2 separate regions of the Triticum aestivum genome follow, and region 2 is linked to region 1. Evidence: chromatin contacts called from public Hi-C data. All regions are on one chromosome and are shown on one strand. The core of a region is the stretch at or near the end of the contact, and the rest is flanking DNA. Distances in the headings are between cores, read along the strand shown.

Region 1 (4,382 bases), core at 1,738-4,237:
TGGAGTTGCATGGTTCTCCAATTGGTTCGATAACCTTGGTCTCATCACTAAGGGAAATACCTACCGTTGCTGTGCTGCATCATCCCTTCCTCTTTGGGGAAATACTGACGTAGTTCAAAAAAACATCAATCATAATGACAACTTACAGGTTTATCAGAAAACGTATGGCAAGGGACTAGATAGCTCAAGAGTGGAATTTGCTCCCCCGACGATGGAGAGATATTCATAGGGCCCTCTTGATGTGACGACATCCATCATCGTCTGGCCAGATGCAGGTGAGTTGCTCATAGGGATGCCGGAACACGATGTGAGAAACAAGAACAAAACCGGTAACGAGGAGACCGGTATAGTGAGCACGTGTATGACTTATGGGGACACATATATATGTCACCTTGGGTTTTGTAAAGTATTGTGAAGCAAAAGCAATAACATATGATAACTAAAGGTTCACTTGAATATCACTCATGTGAGTATAGGGGTCAACATGGATGTCCACAGTTCGACTGTTGGTCATTGAACAAAAGGAAGTTTTGTTCATGTATATATTTCACCGAACCTACAAGGTCATACACCTAAGGAGTTAGTTCTATAGGAGCTAGGAATATGAGAAAATATTGCCCAAAAAGTTTTGGTAATAAAAGAAATAGTTTGAGAGTGACCGAAAGCGCTCCAGAGTTACATGAAGAGTTTTGGGGCATACCGGATAATACCGGGTAAAGCCAGATAGGTAGAAAATGTTTATGGGTACCTAATATAAATATAAGAGGGCTCCGGTAATTACTGGGAGTACCCTAGGATTTATTTAGGGGTCATGGGCTAATAGAAATTGTTGAAGGCCTCATAGAGAAAAGTTAAATGGGCCTTTTGGGCACATTAGTGGAGGCAATTTCGAGAAGAGAGTAGTATTGGGCAATTATTAGGGATTTAGTGCCAAACCCAATAATCTCATTGAGTTACGCCTAATTTATGCTACAAAATACCTTGGGTGGTCAATTCAACTACTTCCACTTGTCAGTACTCCTATTGATCGACAATGGTTGCATCCTCAACAAAGATATGGTGACAGTCTGACAATCATAGTACATGCCATAAGTTCCTTGTCGGCTAGAGGGCATTAACGGGAATCATTCGAATAAAAGAGAGCAAAAAGTTCTCAAAAGGGCAAAGCCTATAATTGTGTTGAACTTTGTTCAATTTCGAGAAGAGGGTAGTATTGGGCAATTATTAGGTCAAAACCATCGCCTAGGTTTGCAAATCCAACCAATTAAACATAGCTAGATTTGTTAAATAGATGGAAGTATAGGTCTAGTCGATTTTCTATGATCATTACATGGAAAAAATTTAACATCACAGTTAATGAGAAGCATCGAAGAGAGAAACAATTTGAACAGCTCGAAATGCGCAAAAAACCCCCAACTAAATATGGTGACAATCTGACAATCATAGTACACGCCATAAGTTCCTTGTCGGTTAGAGGGTATTAATGGGAATCATTCGAATAAAAAAGAGCAAAAATTTCTCAAAAGGGCAAAGCCTATAATTGTGTTGAAGTTTGTTTAATTTCGAGAAGAGGGTAGTAATGGGCAATTCTTAGGTCAAAACCATCACCTAGGTTTGCAAATCCAACCAATTAAACATAGCTAGATTTGTTAATTCGAGGGAAGTTCAGGTCTAGTCGATTTTCTGTGATCATTACATGAAAAAAATAACATCACAATTAATGAGAAGCATCGAAGATAGAAACAATTTGAACGTCTCGAAATGCAAAGAAAAAACCCAACTAAAGTTCGACATCTTGAAATGGAGAAGAAATAAAACAACTGCAGTTTCGATATCTTTTGGGCACATTAGTGGAGGCAATTTCGAGAACAGGGTAGTATTGGGAAATTATTAGGGATTTAGTGCCAAACCCAACAATCTTATTGAGTTACGCCTAATTTATGCTACAAAATACCTTGGGTGGTGAATTAGACTACTTCCATTTGTCAGTCCTCCTATTGATCAGCAATGGTTGCATCCTCAACAAAGATATGGTGACTTTCTGACAATCATAGTACATGCCATAAGTTCCTTGTCGGTTAGAGGGTATTAACGAGAATCATTCAAATAAAAGAGAGCAAAAAGTTCCCAAAAGGGCAAAGCCTATAATTGTGTTGAACTTTGTTTAATTTCGAGAAGAGGGTAGTAATGGGCAATTATTAGGTCAAAACCATCGCCTAGATTTGCAAATCCAACCAATTAAACATAGCTAGATTTGTTAATTAGATGGAAGTTCAGGTCTAGCCGATTTTTTGTGATCATTACATGAAGAGAAAATAACATCACAATTAATGAGAAGCATCGAAGAGAGAAACAGTTTGAGCATTTCGAGATGGAAAAAAAGAAGACTAAAGTTCAACAGCTTGAAATACAAAAGAAATAAAACAACTACAATGCTCTCGTTGAGAGTTGAACTCAAGACCTCTTGCTTACTAAGCGGGTGCGAGAGCCAACTGAGCTACAAGAGCATTTTGCAAAATTTTAAAGTTCCATTTTAATATCAATTCCTTTATGGTCATAATACAGACGGAATAAGGCCTTACTATCTGAGGAATATATATATATATATTATTCATGTTATTATACACAAGAGTAACAGCTTCCGTTTTTCAGAGCCATCTCTAAAACAAAGTTTGGTATACGTGCATTATTCTTGGACCTACGCAAAAAAAAAAAAGCTACTACGCCATGTGAGGATGCCGAGTTGCCATTTTCTCACGTGCCATTAGGTTTCCCCCCTCAGTGAAACGTGTCATCATGTGCATGTGGACAAGAACCTTTTCTTTTCCAGAGAATGTGGACAAGAATGGGCAGGCTGGATCCACACTGGGCTTGAGGTCGTCAGCCCATTTACAGCGCCCCGTAATTCCCACCATACCGGAGGGGGGTTTCTGCAACATAGCCACCCCTCCTTCCTCCCTAAGCAAAAGCTTCTCCCCCGTTCACCCAATAGCTAGCCACCCACACTCTCTCTCCTCCCCCCGGCCGTGTCGGTGTGTCTCTCCCCTCCCCCCTCCGACCCGCCGCAAAAACCCTAGCTCTAAACCCCGCTGATCGCCGGCCCCTTCCCGGCGCCCGGCGCTGCCCGGCTTGACCCCGGCCAGGCCAGGAAGCCAAAGCCCCCCCCCCCCCCCCCTCCCCAACCGGCGCCGCCATGGACATGGACACCTTCGAACGCCTCCAGGCCGAGACCAGGCTCCGCGGTTCGTGCTTCGCCGCCCCAAAGATCCGATCTTGGCTCCAAATCGTGTGATTTTGAGGGTTTCCTGAGGAGGTTTTTGATGGGGTTTTGTGCTTTGGCAGATGCGCTCATGCGGCTCGAGGAGGCGGAGGAGACCGACGACGACGAAGAGAGGGGCGCCGAGGAGGAGGAGCTGGAGTGCCCCTTCTGCGGGGAGGAGTTCGACGGCGTCGGCCTGTGCTTGCACATCGAGGACGAGCACGCGGCGGAGACCAAGGCCGGGGTAATTTCATCTCAACCTTCATGGAAAGATGTACTAACACCTAGTGGCTTTCAGGCGCATCTAGCTCAAAAATTAGGGTTTATTGTTAATCTCTTGTGTAACACGTAGGCATTGTTGTTGTTTCTATAGTCTCCGGGAAATGCCTGTATGTGTGTGGTGATTTTACTTGTCATTTTGATATTTTTAATTGCGAAGGTGGGAATTTGGGCCGTATGAGTTGCGCATACTCACATACTATGCATGTTTGAGATGCTTGTAGTTTTTGAGCTAAGATATTGCTGTGTACAGAGTTGGTATTTTCCTGCTGCATAGGGTTCTTCTCCTCATGATTGCATCTGATTTTGTAGAAATGTGCTTAATCTTCCTTTAGGTGTTTGAGCTAGGAATTTAGAGTGCTTCTTCTGGCATACGGCGCATGTTTGAGCTGCTTTAATTTATCACTCTCAAGGTTCGCTTGCAAGTAGTATAGTATTTTTGGGTGTTTAAGTTGCTTGCGTGTTAAGTTATAAGCTGGTTGAAGGCTTGGCTTACTTTTTGGGGCTTCATTTTTCTACTTCTGCAAGGAAGTTTGGGTGCTTTCATTTCATGTCTCCATTTGTTTCATAGTGGCATCGTTAATTCATTCTTACATAATAAGAATGCATTAGAGGATCCAACTATTATATCTTTTCTATGTTTAGAGAAATTAGTTAGTGTATTAAGAATTGGTTGAAAGATCCACTAATGTGGAAATTGCAGGAGTAGTGGCGTGCATCTTTCATAACGGAAATATTATTTATTGAGATGTGTTTCACGTGTGAAGATTAGATCGTTCTAATTAATTTAGTTCATACATTATTTTTCAGTAGATACATAAAGTCGATGTGATGGCATGGCATT
Region 2 (4,737 bases), core at 780-3,279, 300 kb before region 1:
AGGCGCCTTCTTGCACGCAGCTCCTCGCCGGCATTGTACGCGTCGGAGCGCCGTCGGATCGCCTCCGTCAGCGAGTTGACCCGCACCTTGAACTCGTCGTACTCCCGCTTCACCTTCCGCCTCTCGCGGACAAAGTCCAGCCGCACCTTGTTCTTGAGGAAATCCCGCTTCTGGCCGAAGTATGACTCCGGGCAGCGCGGCTCGACGCCGTGCTTCCGGCAGAAGGGCACCCACGTGCGCGCGAAGCTGGCGGTCTCGGCGAGCGCCTCGAAGGTGAGGAGCGCGCCGCCGTCGTCGGAGAGGTAGCAGGCGAGCTTCTCGACCGGGTAGTCGGCGGCGAGGATGGAGAGGATGGTGTTCGCGGTGACAAGCGGCGGCTCCTTCTCCGGGTCAGCGGTGGAGACGAAAACGTCGATGCCGGGGAGGTCGGAGCGGCCCTTGGGGTTGCGTGCGGTGGGCAACTCGAAGCGGTCGGCGAGGACGTCGAGGTCGCAGGAGCGGTTGACGGGGCAGAGCTTGGGGAGGCTGTCGAGCAGCCATGAGAAGGCGAACCACACCTCGCACGTCACCGACAGCGCCCACAGCCACATGGCGTCCGGGTTGGGGTGCCGGATGCGCCACGCCAGGAAGAACCCCAGCGCCACCAGCCGGATCGCGATCAGCATCCTGCACAGAGCAGAGGAAGAAGCGACGAGTCAAGCAGCTGCAAGCGTGCGAGTGCGAGGGAGCCAAAATCAATTGTTTTTTACAGGAAGAACCGGTGGGGGTACCTGTATGGGCTGAGGATGGCCTGAGAGACGCTGGTCTTCCTCGTCAGGGGCCGGCGGCAGCGGGCACCGAAGTTGGGCGGCTCCTCGATGCCGACGAATCCGGAGGTGGCCCCAGCGTTGTTGCCGCCGCCGCCGTGCTCGTTCTTGGGCCATAGAGCGTTGCCGTAGCCGTAGGTGCCCTTGGTCTCGAAGAGCCACCGGGCGTGGTCGAAGTCGGCCGGCTTGCCGTTGCTGCTGGGCATGGGCATCTTGATGGAGTGCACCATGGAGAAGCGCTTGGACATGGACGTCATGGGCATCTGGTCCCTCTCCTCCGACGAGGAGATGGCGTCGTCGTCGTCCTCGTCCACGGAGTCGTCGGTGTCGCTGCCGGCGGAGTAGGCCTCCTTGCAGCCTGGGCAGTTGCCTGCGGCCGCGACGCAGTCCATGTAGCACTCCTCGCAGATCATGAAGCCGCAGTCACAGGGCGGGTGGCCGCCGCGGCCGGCGTTGAGGAACGCCGGCATGTCGCAGCCGCGCATCTTGCAGGACATGTTGGCGGAGGCGGCCGGCCGAGCGCCGTCGGCGGAGTTGCTGAGCACGTGGGCGCGCGTGGCGCAGTTGAGGCCGCCGGTGAAGATGGTGCCGGAGACGTAGCTCCTCTGCGGCAGCACCTCCCCCTCCTCCTCAGCCGCGGGCACGTCCGTGGACGCGGACGCCGTGGTCCTGTCCGGCGTGGGCGGGATGTGCACGGTGTAGTGCACGAACTCGGCGCTGGCGTCGGCGCCATCCCTCGACGCGTACCGGCTCCCCCCACTCCGGCGCACCGGCGAGACCTGCAGCGTCGCGGTGGAGGAGCCGATGGAGTGCCTGGGCACGGGGCTGGTGAGCCCGGACCCCCTCCTCACGACACCATCCCCGGGGCTCCCGCCGCCAGCACCCTTCCCTTTCGTCGGCGACACGGTCACCGTTACCGGCGAGCCCGCCGGCAACGACAGCCGCCGCGACATCCCTCCACCGAGTCACCTCCCCCTCCTCCAAATCAGCAGATCAAAGAAGCAGGAAGCTGAGCTCAAGAACCAGCAGCACGCAGGGCGCTCAGCAGCTCAATTCCTCGCGCTCAAAGAACAGCAAAAGGAAGGGTGGTCGGAATTATAGCAAGATCTGTGAAGGTGGGGTGGTGGAGAGGAAGGATTGAGCAATCGATTGGGGCCTCGGGGACCGGGAGGAGGATCTGAGCGATGGCAGAGGCGGTCGCCGGCGGGGCGTTATTTATTCCCCTCGATTCCGTCTCCGGTTTCGAGAACGGCGAGCCCAACGGTCGGGTCGGCTCTGACGTGCGAGCGCTTCGAGTGGAGCAACGGTCGGTGGGAGCCAGCCGTGGGATGCTGGATCGGACGGCTGAGGTTTGATTCGGCTGAGCGGGGGAGAGCATGAGGAGGGGACGGAAAGGGAGGTAGCCGTTTGGCCGGGAGTGAACCACGTGGGCCATGGGAGAGGGACCTGCCACCGGGTTCTTGGGGTTGAGCTCGTGATTGGGTCTCCATTTCTTTCCTTCGACGGTGGTAAAGATTTTGGAATTTTTTCTTTGTCTTGTCCAGCTTAGCTTTTTTACATGAGATGTGATGGGGTCCACTGGTGCAAGTTTCACTCTCGTTTTCTTCAATGTAGTATCATCATTGATCTACCGGGGCGGTACATGTCGCATGTGCATGTTGGCCATAATTTACTATCGTTGTGTGTCAGGGCATGTACAATGGTGGCATATGGATATATATGTCCCATGACAAAAAGTAATTTGAAACATCTACATTAATTTTTCCTCTCCAATGCAAGCTATCACTAGTGGGCATCATTAAGAAATAAAAAATAAAGACTCTAGTACACATGCATCTCTACTTTTCACTCCAATCTTTTCAGCTTTTGTCATCGGATCATGTTTTTTCTCTTCAATCACCCGCCTCCTGGAGAGGATCCTGCTTCCCTATCCGAACCTACTTTACGTCATATCCGATCCTATATGGCATGCGAGGCATTACCTTGAGGCTATGCATTGTACATGCCCTTAGAGGGTGCTTTCCACAAACTGAGACGAACTACAACCCGCTCCCCAAACTGACCAAGCCGACGACACTACCCAGTCAATGCCCGGTCACAAAATCGTGATGCAATCGGTCTCTTTAAACCGGCCGCAACCGTCTAAATTGACCGGCACCCCTCAAACCAAGCCTAAATCCGGAACGGGTATATGGAGGCACGGGCGTACTCGGTCGCGTTGGACCGATTCACCCTAGCCCACCTCGACCTCACATTTATCCCAATCCGAACGAACCCTAGACCGGAGACAAAGCTCATTATCCAATTCATTTCTCTCCACCCCCTCCTCCCCATCCCACTCCCTTACGGACTGAGATCCCATGCCTTGCCAAAGGCGGGTCACGGTGTGCCTTGCGCCCCTACATCCATCGTCCAAATTAATCCTACGGCTGGCAGCAGTTCACACCCAGTCAACGCAATTCAACACAGGGAAAAATTACGCGGGCGGCCAGACACATCGCGCGGGCTATCTCGGGCAGGTCGGGGAAAACTGCGCGGGCTGGGGCATCCCCCCCCCCCCGCGCGCCGCCGCTGTCCGGCCGTCCCCGCCGATGCTCTCCGGCCACCCCCGTTTCCGCTCTCCAGCCGCTGCCGCCGCTCTCCCGCAGCCCCCGCCGCCCCCGCCGCCGGTCTCCCGCAGCCCCCCCTCCCACCGCCGTCGCAGGAAAGACAGGGGACCGAGCTCCAGCCGCGGCCACTGAAGAAAACGGCGTCGGCAGGTTCCTCCGTCGCCACTCCGGGCTCCTCCACCCCACCCCCTCCGGCGTCGGCACAAGCTGCCGAGGATTCAGGAATAATGCCCCAAGCTGCACATGAGTTTGCTTGTCGCCAAGTTGGTGGACCATTTAACCTGGGCTACACTTGTCGTGATCAAAAGAATTGTTTGCGAACCAAGCGACAAAGAGAGTTGGCTTACGGTCAGGCTGGTAGTATGTTGAAGTATTTTCATGACAAAATGATCGAGAACCCATCTTTCCAATATGCTTTGCAGCTGGATTGTGAGGAAGATAGCCAACATTTTTTGGGCTGTTGCTAAAATGCTTCTTGACTATGCACACTTTGGTGACGTTGTCACATTTGATACAACTTTTGGCACAAACAAAGAATATAGGCCATTTGGTGTTTTTCTTGGGCTCAATCAGTTTAGATAAACCACCATTTTTGGTGTGGCATTGCTATTTGATGAAACATTTGAGTCATTTAAATGGATTTTTGAGACTTTTCTAGCTGCACATAATGGGAGCCAACCTAGAACTATTTATACGGATCAAGATGCGGCCATGGGGAAAGCTATAGATGGACTAGAGAAGCACGCAATGGAAGCATACAAGATAGACAAGGAAGGAATGTGGTAGAGAATCCAAAGTTTGAAGCCCAACTTTGGTACAAGGGTGTGTCTCACAAGTTTCACACTATGGCACATAAAGTAGCCAACTCTCTAGAGTGTCATCTGATATTAGAAAATGCACTTGATTGCGTTGGTCCACAACTAGATGAGAAACTTGATGCAACTATGAATGCTACGAAAAAGCCATGTGATGACCAAGAAAATGTTGACCCAAATGTGCAACTAACTAGTGAGTTTCTTAGTGCAGCAAAGCTCAAGAAAAAAGAGGTTGCATCAAAAAATTTGAGGAGAAAGAAAGGCTGGCTTGATAAGTTACTCAAGGGGAAGCGCAAGCCAACTAAAGTTGCCTCGTCAAAAAAAAGGGAGCAAAGGTATGTTCCAAACTATACATGTTATATTGTTGCCACTCGTTGTAAACTAAATACTGAAACTTTCATGGCAGCAGCAAAAGAAAAATGATGGTGGACAGCCTCAAGTGAGAGTGGAGAAGGATGATGGTGGACAGCCTCAAGTGAGAGTGGAGAAGGATGATGGCGATAAAAG

What was found. A called contact is a pair of places that touch in the nucleus more often than the background predicts.
Region 2: a Hi-C map of leaf shows a contact between it and region 1, with 5 times the contacts expected there. The contact joins the promoter of LOC123110776 here to the promoter of LOC123110775 in region 1. A contact is called at or near these places in 2 of 5 Hi-C or Micro-C datasets (both in leaf).

What each region holds. Positions count from the first base shown.
Region 1 is chr5B:128,521,535-128,525,916 of IWGSC CS RefSeq v2.1, reverse strand. It overlaps LOC123110775 (protein DEHYDRATION-INDUCED 19 homolog 4), which reads left to right and starts at 2,987. Exons shown (of 4, transcript XM_044531386.1): 1 at 2,987-3,242; 2 at 3,343-3,503. The coding sequence starts at 3,194.
Region 2 is chr5B:128,817,084-128,821,820 of IWGSC CS RefSeq v2.1, reverse strand. It overlaps LOC123110776 (cellulose synthase-like protein D4), which reads right to left and starts at 2,029. Exons shown (of 3, transcript XM_044531387.1): 1 at 771-2,029; 2 at 1-666. The coding sequence starts at 1,759. LOC123115830 reads left to right here and starts at 4,151. Exons shown (of 2, transcript XM_044536910.1): 1 at 4,151-4,565; 2 at 4,637-4,737. The coding sequence starts at 4,261. The coding sequence ends at 4,673.